Regions from separate parts of the Mus musculus genome. Here region 1 is linked to region 2. Evidence: chromatin contacts called from public Hi-C data. All regions are on one chromosome and are shown on one strand. The core of a region is the stretch at or near the end of the contact, and the rest is flanking DNA. Distances in the headings are between cores, read along the strand shown.

What was found. A called contact is a pair of places that touch in the nucleus more often than the background predicts.
Region 1: a Hi-C map of the G1E-ER4 cell line shows a contact between it and region 2, with 3 times the contacts expected there. The contact joins two enhancer-like sites. A contact is called at or near these places in 24 of 484 Hi-C or Micro-C datasets (B cells, the Ba/F3 cell line, CD8 T cells and 11 more), 4 of 115 datasets of contacts at active chromatin or transcription factors (embryonic stem cells, extraembryonic endoderm stem cells and trophoblast stem cells) and 2 of 9 other capture datasets (embryonic stem cells and liver).

The regions. Positions count from the first base shown.
Region 1 is chr10:25,233,455-25,238,329 of GRCm38.p6, forward strand. The region is part of intron 6 of Akap7 (A kinase (PRKA) anchor protein 7); the gene reads right to left. Among named protein-coding and RNA genes, the nearest start is that of Gm25016, 30 kb to the right of the region's middle. Within about 2 kb of position 3,492, at least 5 of the 459 cell types and tissues checked have an H3K27ac peak or open chromatin away from gene starts, as enhancers often do. A contact at or near this core is called in the G1E-ER4 cell line, where this site is marked.
Region 2 is chr10:24,784,667-24,789,554 of GRCm38.p6, forward strand. It overlaps Enpp3 (ectonucleotide pyrophosphatase/phosphodiesterase 3), which reads right to left. Exons shown (of 25, transcript NM_134005.2): 18 at 3,053-3,231; 19 at 1,793-1,847; 20 at 124-278. Among named protein-coding and RNA genes, the nearest start is that of Enpp3, 49 kb to the right of the region's middle. Within about 2 kb of position 1,630, at least 9 of the 459 cell types and tissues checked have an H3K27ac peak or open chromatin away from gene starts, as enhancers often do. A contact at or near this core is called in the G1E-ER4 cell line, where this site is marked.

The sequences.
Region 1 (4,875 bases), core at 2,242-4,741, 450 kb after region 2:
TTCTCCAGTTAAGGGCCTCCGGGAACTCCGTGAACCCTTTTCTGTCATCTTTAACTCTTGTATCTATTTCCATAACCTACATATATAGATGTAGGTGCACAGATATAATTTGAAGTGTCTGACTAAAGTGTTAATATCAGTAATTAAGATGGCATTAAAACCGGTTTTCCCACAGCCAGCTGCTAGAGGAAATTGACATCACGTGACAAACTGCAGCCAATGAAACCTGCAAAGCCCATGGGTTGTTGCTTTTTAATAAATTCTGATATTGTAGAAACAGACGAGCTCTCAACAGTTCAGATTGTTAAAGATGTTCACAGTGCAGAGGCAGAGAGTCTACACTCGGGTAGGTTCACCTTTTCAGGTGCCATCTCCAATCTTTAGACAGTCGCACCCTTGACTCGGCATTTATCGATAGATGGAAACTGATCACACAACAGCCCAACATGTAAGTGGTGTGCTCGATGGCATGCCGACAGATGGCAGGGAGAGCATTTCAGAAGAAATTATAAATCCATCTGATGTCCTTGAATGTTTAGAGTTAAAAGGCCATCAAGACAAAAAGGGATTTGCTTTAATGTACCTTATAATGTAAAAGTGACTCAGAACGGACTATGAACTATGCATAGTTAGGCCACTAGCACTGGAGTGAATGCTAGCAATACAGCTTAGCAAAGTTAGTCTGCTCTTAGAATCTCAGGAATGGGCTATTCCCTCTGGTTCCACAGACGGTTATAAAACAGTGTGTGTCTGATCTTCTGGGAACTGGGTGGAGGCTGTGGTAGACTGTCTCTAGATTCTCTGATATAGAACTTTCTCCTCTTTCTCTGCTACAGCTCTGTGAAGCTTCCTCATTCTGTCTGCCATATCAGAAACTCTACCCTTACCCATGAGTCCACCAATTATAGCTGTAGGGGCTGCTTCCTTTTCTAAAAGTGATACCCCTGAGATGCATCTCCTCATTGGCCCCTCCCACACCCTTTTTGCCTTCTTCCTCTGCAGTGAAAATCTGGAGTGACCCCCATCTTCCACCCACAGGGCTGCTTCCCAACCCAGAGACTTTTCATGCAGTCCTGTGATATATCCTAGCCTGTTCTGACCAGACTTGCACATAACTTGGTATCTATAATAACTTTCCAGTTTTACCTAGGATGCCGAGTATGTACTGGCATAGCAGCACACACCTGTAACTCTGGCACTGGGTGGGGCAGAGTTCCTTATAAGTTTGAAGCTAGCCTGGTCTACACAGTGATTCTCAGCCAGTCAGGAATAGCAATGAGATCCTGTGACAAAGCCACAAAGATTGTATGCCACAAAAATGGTTGTATGCACCATTTCCCTATTGTTGTCATAGTTGTGTGTATTGTAAGGTTTCTAAACTGCCACCACCTTTCTAGAAGAACCTGAGGACATTCCCTCTGTCACTGTCCTTCCATACATACAAGAAAGCCAGCTGGAGGTTCAAACCAAAACGAAAACCTCTCTCTCTAAAATGAACTCAGACTATTGATCAAAATTCTTACCATGTAGAGATTTCAGGACAGGAACAAAGAATGCTTGCCCCGTGATTAAACACAGAAGACATTATGTGATTTTTCTTGGGTTATAAAACAAGACAATTCATGTCACTTCAATTTTATTACAGAGATTCCCCCTCAGAGAGCAGTTGCTTTGGTGTCCCCTTCATATGTGATGTAAAGAGAGCCACCATTGGGCTGGGGCTGGACCTTAGTGGGTTGAGTGCACAGGCTCCATTCACAATGATAATGAAATATTTTATGCCCCCCCCAAAAAAAACCCTGTTACAGCTCAGACTGTGAATTTTCCTTTAACTTTAACATGGATAATAGCTTTTGGGGTCATTAAAAGATGACAAAGACTACACGAAAAAAGGAAACCTAATCTCTAGGGTTGTGTCTCCTACAATTACCAGTAGGTGTACTGTCTATCCTGCTGCCTTACAAGCAAGATTGCCTCTGCTAATCTACAGCCCTTTTCTGCCTAGCACACCTCTTAAAACACATACACACACAGTCATCAACCCCAACAAAACCACCACCAGTGTCTTGGGGATACTTCAGTATCACACCCAAAATTATTTCCAAATGTCCTTCTAGCATGTCAAGCCGAAATATAAAAGCTATGGCCTGGTGAGGTGGCTCAAGGCCACTTGCTGCTAAGCCTGATCACCGGAGTAGTTAGCTACCTGGAACCCACGTGGTGGAAAGAGAGGACAGACTCCTGTAAGTTGTCCTCTGATCTTCATATGTGTGTGTACACCATGACATTCATGTACTTACTTACACACGTGCACACACACAAACAAGTATAATAAAAAACAAATTTTTTTGTTTGTTTGTTTTTTTCAAGACAGGGTTTCTCTGTAGCCCTGGCTCTCCTGGATAAAGCCTTATGTTTCTCCTAGACACTAATGAGCACCCTCCAAGGTGATAGAAAGCTTACATCCTCGAAAACCAGTGGCATCCCTCACTCCTGACTTATCATCTGACCTGCCCATAACCACTTCTTACTAAACTCAGTCACCAGGGCCATCTTCCATTGGAACCCAGCAAATATTAGCCAAGTAAGAATCTTTGATATGCCGAGGGGAGTTCATGAATCTAGGGATACTGAGGTCGCCATCAGAAAGACCACTGGCTAAGAGAGCACTGGGAAGTCGCTCTTCACCTCTGAAAGACATTAACAGACACAGTAAATGTTATGCAAAGCAACCTCCCAAACTTCATGACAGATCTCTGGTGACGGTGCATTCTAAATTTCATTTACTTCCTTATACTGTTATAGGGTCCTTATATACACATGCTGAAATCACTGGTATACTTTACATGGCTCACTTAAATGTCCCTCTACCATAGTCATCATTCCTAACCGTTCTCTAGCACTGCTAATGCTTGCATGGACATCTTCATGCACAAAGAACTTCCTTATTAAGATTATTTATGATAATATCAGCAACAAAGGCATCTTGGTTAAAGAATACACATTTATATTTCATCTTACATCTGTGAGTGTTCTATCTTCGAGTACAGGTGTGCACCAAGTGTATGCCTGGAGTCTCTGGAGGTTCAGAGGAGGACAGCAGATCTCCTGGACCTGGAGTTTCAGATGTTGTGAGCCACCATGTGTGCTAGGGACTGGACCCGAGTCCTCTGCAAGAGCAACAAATGCTCCCAACTGCTGGGCCGTCTCTCCAGCCTCAGTAATATACCTTTTTGCAATGTTTTTCAATGCTGGATACATGGTTGACAACTTAAAGAGCTGTTCCAACTCTACAAGCCACTATTTATAATCCTTGCTGTCCCTGTACCAAGAACTGATTTAACAAATGTTGGTCTCAAATACTGTGACTGGCACTAGAGGCACTAGAGGCACTCCACTGTTCTAAAGGTCAGTCTAGGCTATCCTGAGAGCACTAGACCTCAGATTCTACATCAAAAATTAGTTCTCTAAGATGACAGCAAAGAACTGCTGACACGGTGATACGTTACTGCCCAGGAGGAGGTGTCCAATGGAAAGCAGCAGGCCAGGCACCTGGAGGGGTGGAAGGCGGAAGGGGGAAGGCGGAAGGCGGAAGGCGGAAGGATCTAAACAGGCAGTCAGAAGCCCCACCTTGTTGTGGTAACTCTCCAACCCACATATGCCCTGGCAATGAAAACACAACTCAGTTAATATGATTACATGCTGTGTGCCTAGATTAGAGAGATCTACCACTACACTATCATCTTCCACATCTATGAGACCCTTTAGAAATTGCGGTTTCTCCAGGCCATGTGCTTCTGCTCAGCTTTTCTTCTTCTTCCTCCTCCTCTGCATCCTCTCCCTCTTCCATTTTCTCCTTCTCTCTCCTCACCTTCCACTCCAACTTCCCTTTTATCTGCCCAATCCTCAGCTTTCCTTTATTTTACAAATTAAGCAGGTTTACAGGAAATCACCTGAGGGCTGAAGAATTCCATGTTCACAACCACTCACAGGAGAACAGAATTAACATCAGATATAATTAGCCCCAGGGCTCTCCACAACAGCACCTTTATGTAAACTTTCAGTTCTCTGTGATCAACCACACTTTAAAAGTATTGAATAGAAAATTTGAGAAATAGCTTCCCTGGTGATACACACCCACAATTCTGGGAGACAGAGGAGGAGAAGGAGGAGGAGAAGGAGAAGGAGGAGGAGGACCAAGAATTGAAGGCCAGCCTGGGCAACTTAAGGAGGCCTCATCATAAAAGGAGGCTGACAGTGGGCACTAGAACCCAGTGAAAGATATTCCAGAGAGAGAGAACGTACCAGTCTTGAATTATGCACCTTTCTGAGCAGCATGAGACCCTCTGCTACCCGGCCCCACCCAGGATGGGAATCAACCCTTTACCAACAGAGTCACACTAACTACAGGGAGCTCCCCGTAGCCACTCGGTCACCACATCTGAGATCAGACCGGTTGTCTCGGCATCACAGAATTTAAGTAATTCTTACATTTACATAATAAAGGCCCCAAAGTGCACAGGGCTGATGCTGGCATTTGATGTATCGAAGATAAACCCCTCTGAGTGAGTAAGCACACATGTGGGGATGAGAACACATACAGTGATGAGTGGTGGCTGTGCTGTCAGGCACTTACTGGGGGCCTTGTTGCATCTCCTCCATGGAGAACAGAGAGGATGCGGTAATTTGTTCTCCGTAGATTCAGCCTTCTAATCTAAACAGAATGCAACCTGGTTTCAAGTTCATACATCATTCGAGCAGAAACCTTCCATCTTGATTACCAGCCTAGGTCAAAGCAACCGTCCCCAGCACGTAATCGCTACCAAATCATGGCTTCTAATAGATGCTCCCCATATTTATAAATGAACTTGGGTG
Region 2 (4,888 bases), core at 380-2,879:
CCTCAAAAGTGGCAGAAGTCCACCCTCACTTTGGGAAGCCTTCAGCAAAACAGAATTCAACCCTTGCGGTGCCCAGCATCAGAATGTTTCCGGTGCTCGCTGCTCGCTGGGCTGAAAGCTCACCGGCTTGAGAACGGTGTATGAACTCCACATGGGCATCTTCATAGCTTTGCCGTACCCACTGATGTAGTCCCTGTGGTAAAGGAGACAGTGGTCTCCGTTCTTCTGCATCACCCTGGGCCTCCCAAATGGCAAATTTGCTTTCACCGTTGCTGCAACTAAAATTGAATTCACATAAAACATTTGTGAAATTAGTAAAATTGGTAACCTCCACTGTCTGAGCATGTATCAGGCATTTGGAGTAACATTTTACAACAACCCTGGGAGATAGGTTATTATCTCATTATGCCCACCACAAAAGTACAGTTCAGATAAGTAACCAGGCCAACCCAGGTGCTAAGCAAAGATCTGTAGTCTGCCTCCTCCACAGCTTTACTATTAAGAGCTCTCAAGATATAGTTTAAAAGAAAAAAAGACTCAAGAGCAAAAGTGCATATTTTACAGGCTAAATAACTAAAGAAATATTAGAGTTTTATTAAAAAGTATGTCTGCTTTGGCCTTTCCTAAGTCATACTGAAACTCTGTCCCCCAGGGTGATGGTGCTTGGAGGGATGGCCTTTACGAGATAATTTAGGTCATGAAGTAAAACTCTAATAAACGGGATTTGAACCTTAGAGGTGAGACCCCAGAGAGATTTTTATTGATGTCTGCTCTGCGAGGTAAGAATGAGACAGCATGGAATCTGCTGGCGCCTTGATGTTGGACTCAGTTTCCAGAACTCTGTGAAGTCAACTTCTGTTGCAAAGTCACCCCTCTATCTGTCTGGGCAGGAGCTGATGGCTTCTAGCATCTGTCTACATAACTGTATATCTATGTATCTACCTACCAGCCCACCTACCTGTATCATCTATTTCTATTTATGTGCAAGTTGTTAATATAACTCAACCAAAACAGCTTGACAATATCATTCATATACATGTATATACATATATATGTATATATAATAAAGTATTTTATATATATATTTGAACTGAGCATATGCAAGCTTTTTTTCTTATCATTCATCCCCAAACAATGTCCTATAATCACTATTCTTACAACATTTATGTTATATTGGATATTATAAGTAATTTAAAAATAATTTAAAGTTTTTGGGAGACATAGATGCCACATGCACATACAACACCTATTTATATAAAGGACTCCAGCATCCTCAGATGTGGGGTATCTACAAGAGGTCCAAAAATAATCCTCTATACATATTAAGAATGCCTGGATCCCTATCTACAAAAGGTTCAACTGAAGCATTAGGAATTCAATACATAATGGTCCTAATAATGCAGGGAAACACTTGTAAATTCTCTCTACAGACTTTACAACTGCGCGAGGTGGGTCCAAGTACTTCGGATGGAGAGATGGAAGCACAGTGAAAGGAAATGACTGGGCCCAGGTTAGGCACAGGACAGCCACAGAGGTCAGGTACAAGCCCAGCACTTTAGTCTGTTCATATCTTCGACAGGGACTAGCAGATGCACCCCAGCATTGTAACCCTAAGCCTAAGCCTAAGCCTAACCCTAAGCCTACTCTGCTCTTAGAACTCTGGGTTTGCTTGCTTGTTCCTCCTTTATATTGCCCATAAAATCTACATTCAAGAGTCTTGAATTCAGTCTGGGAAATCCAAGGGTGGTGTTGTGTATTGTTAGCTCTCACCATCACATTACTACCGACTCACCCTCGCCTTCGCTAAGATTTAGCCTTTGGTTTGCTTGCTCTTCTAGACCAGGCGTCTAGAAAAGAGAGAGAAGAGAACTGATAAGTCAGTGTTAAAAACAAAACAAAACAAATCAGAGGGATTTCTGCCCCATTGTGTGTGTGTGTGTGTGTGTGTGTGTGTGTGTGTGTGTGTGTGTGTGTTTGCAGAGATATTGTTAATGGGAACAAGCATCTTGACCATAGCTGGAATTAAATTGGGATGATTGCATCCCAATGCATCTCAGACTTTTCTGTGAATATAGCTTCCATAAGGACTTGTTAAAATTCACATTCTGACTGAGCAAGTCTGGGGTATGGCCTGAAATTAATTATGCACATCTTTCTGACTGAGAAGAGATATATAAGCAGGTTCTAAGACCACATTTTGAACAGCAAGAGGCACGCTTTACAGAGAGGGATGCTGGGATTGTATTCAGATAGACTAGGCTTGAAAAACCTTGACTAGTATATCTGACTTCTCTTGGGCCCCTTCTATCTCCACAATGTGGAACAAGTCACCCATTTTATGTTATTCATGATTTTTTATGGCAGCTCTACTGAGGCTATCTGGAACAGAATGTAGGAACTCTCGATCGGAAGTTAAATGCAAAGAGAAGAACACCACAACCCTAGGAGGAGATTTTCCTGTGGACGTGAGACGCTTCACTGGACTTTCTGTCCTCTAAAGTCTTCACCCACAGCAGTAAGGAGCAATTCCTACATGTACCTCTTACACTGTAAGTTCCTCTTCTGAGTCTTTGCCCTTGTGTCTCTTCCTAGCAGTGAAACTTAACCTTTTCAAGAGTCTCCTGGGATCTGAAGCCGTCCTTCTGGACTCAGCCCAGGGCTCAATCTGTTAAAAGGACTGGCTCAGCACACACTGCCATTTTTGCAGTGTTCCCTTGCCTCCTGCTGACTCTATACCACTGCTCAACAAATGCCATGCAGCACACACCACTGCGTGTGCCTAAAACCTGATTATAATCCCTGCCGCTTTGTTCTAAGTAGCTGAGGATGCTCGTCTGATTTTACTGTAAGAAAGGGGTTTAAAAGGGAACTTGAAGAGCACCAAGATTACTATTTTGAATGGTTAAAGAAAGTTCAACACACACACTTACTCGAATAGTGTACACACCATAATCTCTCACTTCCTGATAAAGTTCAGAGAAACCATATGCAATTACTCAGTAAGTAAGATGGCGCCTTTACATTCTTGTAAAGACATGAAATTGTCACTCACATTCTGTAGTGCAGGGCATGAGCAGTCTAGTGGGTCTGTAGGCAGGGGAGTAGTAAAACCACAGTCAGCAGGCGTTGACAACTCTCCTGCATGTGATGGCTTGTAAAACGGTGTCTTCAGAAGATGATTCAGACTGCCATGAGTACCGTTGTTTGGTGCTGGTTCAATGTGCAGAAGATCTGTTAAAAAAAAAAAATTCCATATAGCTTGGAAATGGAAGGCATCAATGAATGCCTTTGTGGGATATGAATGACAAAACCACCCACACTGTAATGCCTGCTATCAATTCTGCCGCCTGTAGATTTGTTTCCAGATGTGACTTAGCTGAGTTTCATTTCCCAAAGTCCTCAGCCTCTTGTCTGTCTACACTGGAACCATCTCCATGATGAATCTGCATGAACTTCTATTTCTCTAGAGAAAAGCTACATTGCTTAAATGATCACCTTGCCACCTAAGCATGCCATGAGTGTCAAGTATTAAGATGCTATCCTCTTTGTTGTTTGTTGGCATTGTTCAGACAGGCCCTCACTATGTAGCCATGGCTGGCTTGGAATTGGTTGTATAGACCAGGGTGGCCTGGAACTCCAGAGATCCACCTGCCTCTACCTCCCTAGTGCTGGGATTAAAAGGCATAAACCACAATACTTGTAATTACAAAACCGTGTTCTTTGGGCTTGAGAGATGACTCGATGGTTAGAAGCATTTGTTGCTCTTGCAGAAGACCCTAATTTAATTTTCAGCATCCATGTCACTGCTGTCATTACACACACACACACACACACACACACACACACACACACGGCATAATAAAAACATTAAAGCAGTAAATTTTATTCTTTATTTACAGAACATTTTCTATTCTTCCTATAAAAACAAATTATATTAAATATTTAATAGGCATTATCTTTTTAGAAGCTCTGAATGATAGCAGGGTCATATGAAACTATGCCTAACTGACACTTTTTGCTGGAGAGGGACTCTTTCTCAGGTCTAGTGAGAAACTAGCTTTGGTGAGACAAATAAGGGCAAACCATCTTTCCCTGAGGCACTGGGCGGGCGCCTACTGTCAAATCTATTCAAATCTATTAAAAATCACTATTAGTGTTGATAATAAACCCTTCACTTTCGTTGAAATGAACAAAGAATTAGGGAGGAAGGGGCCACACAGCTCCGGGTTAGCAGTGTTGGACCATCTGTTGCCGTCCTTTCTGCCTTGAACATAAGAACTCAATCTGACAGCACTTATCTCAAACACTCTGCAGATGCCCTTCCTGCCAAAGACTGGAGCAGATTCCCTGGGCTCCTGAAGGCAGAGCCGCATCCAAGGCTGTTTGAAGATACTTCCTAATGGACTTTGTGTAGTCCCAACCCGCAGTCATCCACACCTGGGTCAGAGAGGCGCCACTTCCCTTGCTATCTACCAGGGAGAACTCCATGACTAACTAGGTCAACAATTGGTAAGATGCACAAGTCTCAAAAATTGTGATTGGTTCTAAGAGGTAAGAGGGTATGTCTGTGCTTGGTCCAAACAACCCGCAGGCAACGCAGAGAATGGGCTGGGAGATATCTTCCTGCACTACCTCCCCTGATGTTACAGATTCAGGCCCAATGGAAAGGCTTGGCTTGCATGAATGGTCTTGTAGATCTATTGTCAGAACTGACGGTTGAGCTCGTAACACAAAGAAAGTGGCTGCAGAGACAATGGCGGAGACAGTGAAAAATTCCAGAAGTGACAGGATGGAAGTGAGTAGTCCCCCCCACACACACAAGGCTGCAAGCACCTCAAGGCAGGGGAGAGCCGTCAAGAAAGAGAGCTGAAGAAGGCAGCGGCAGTGG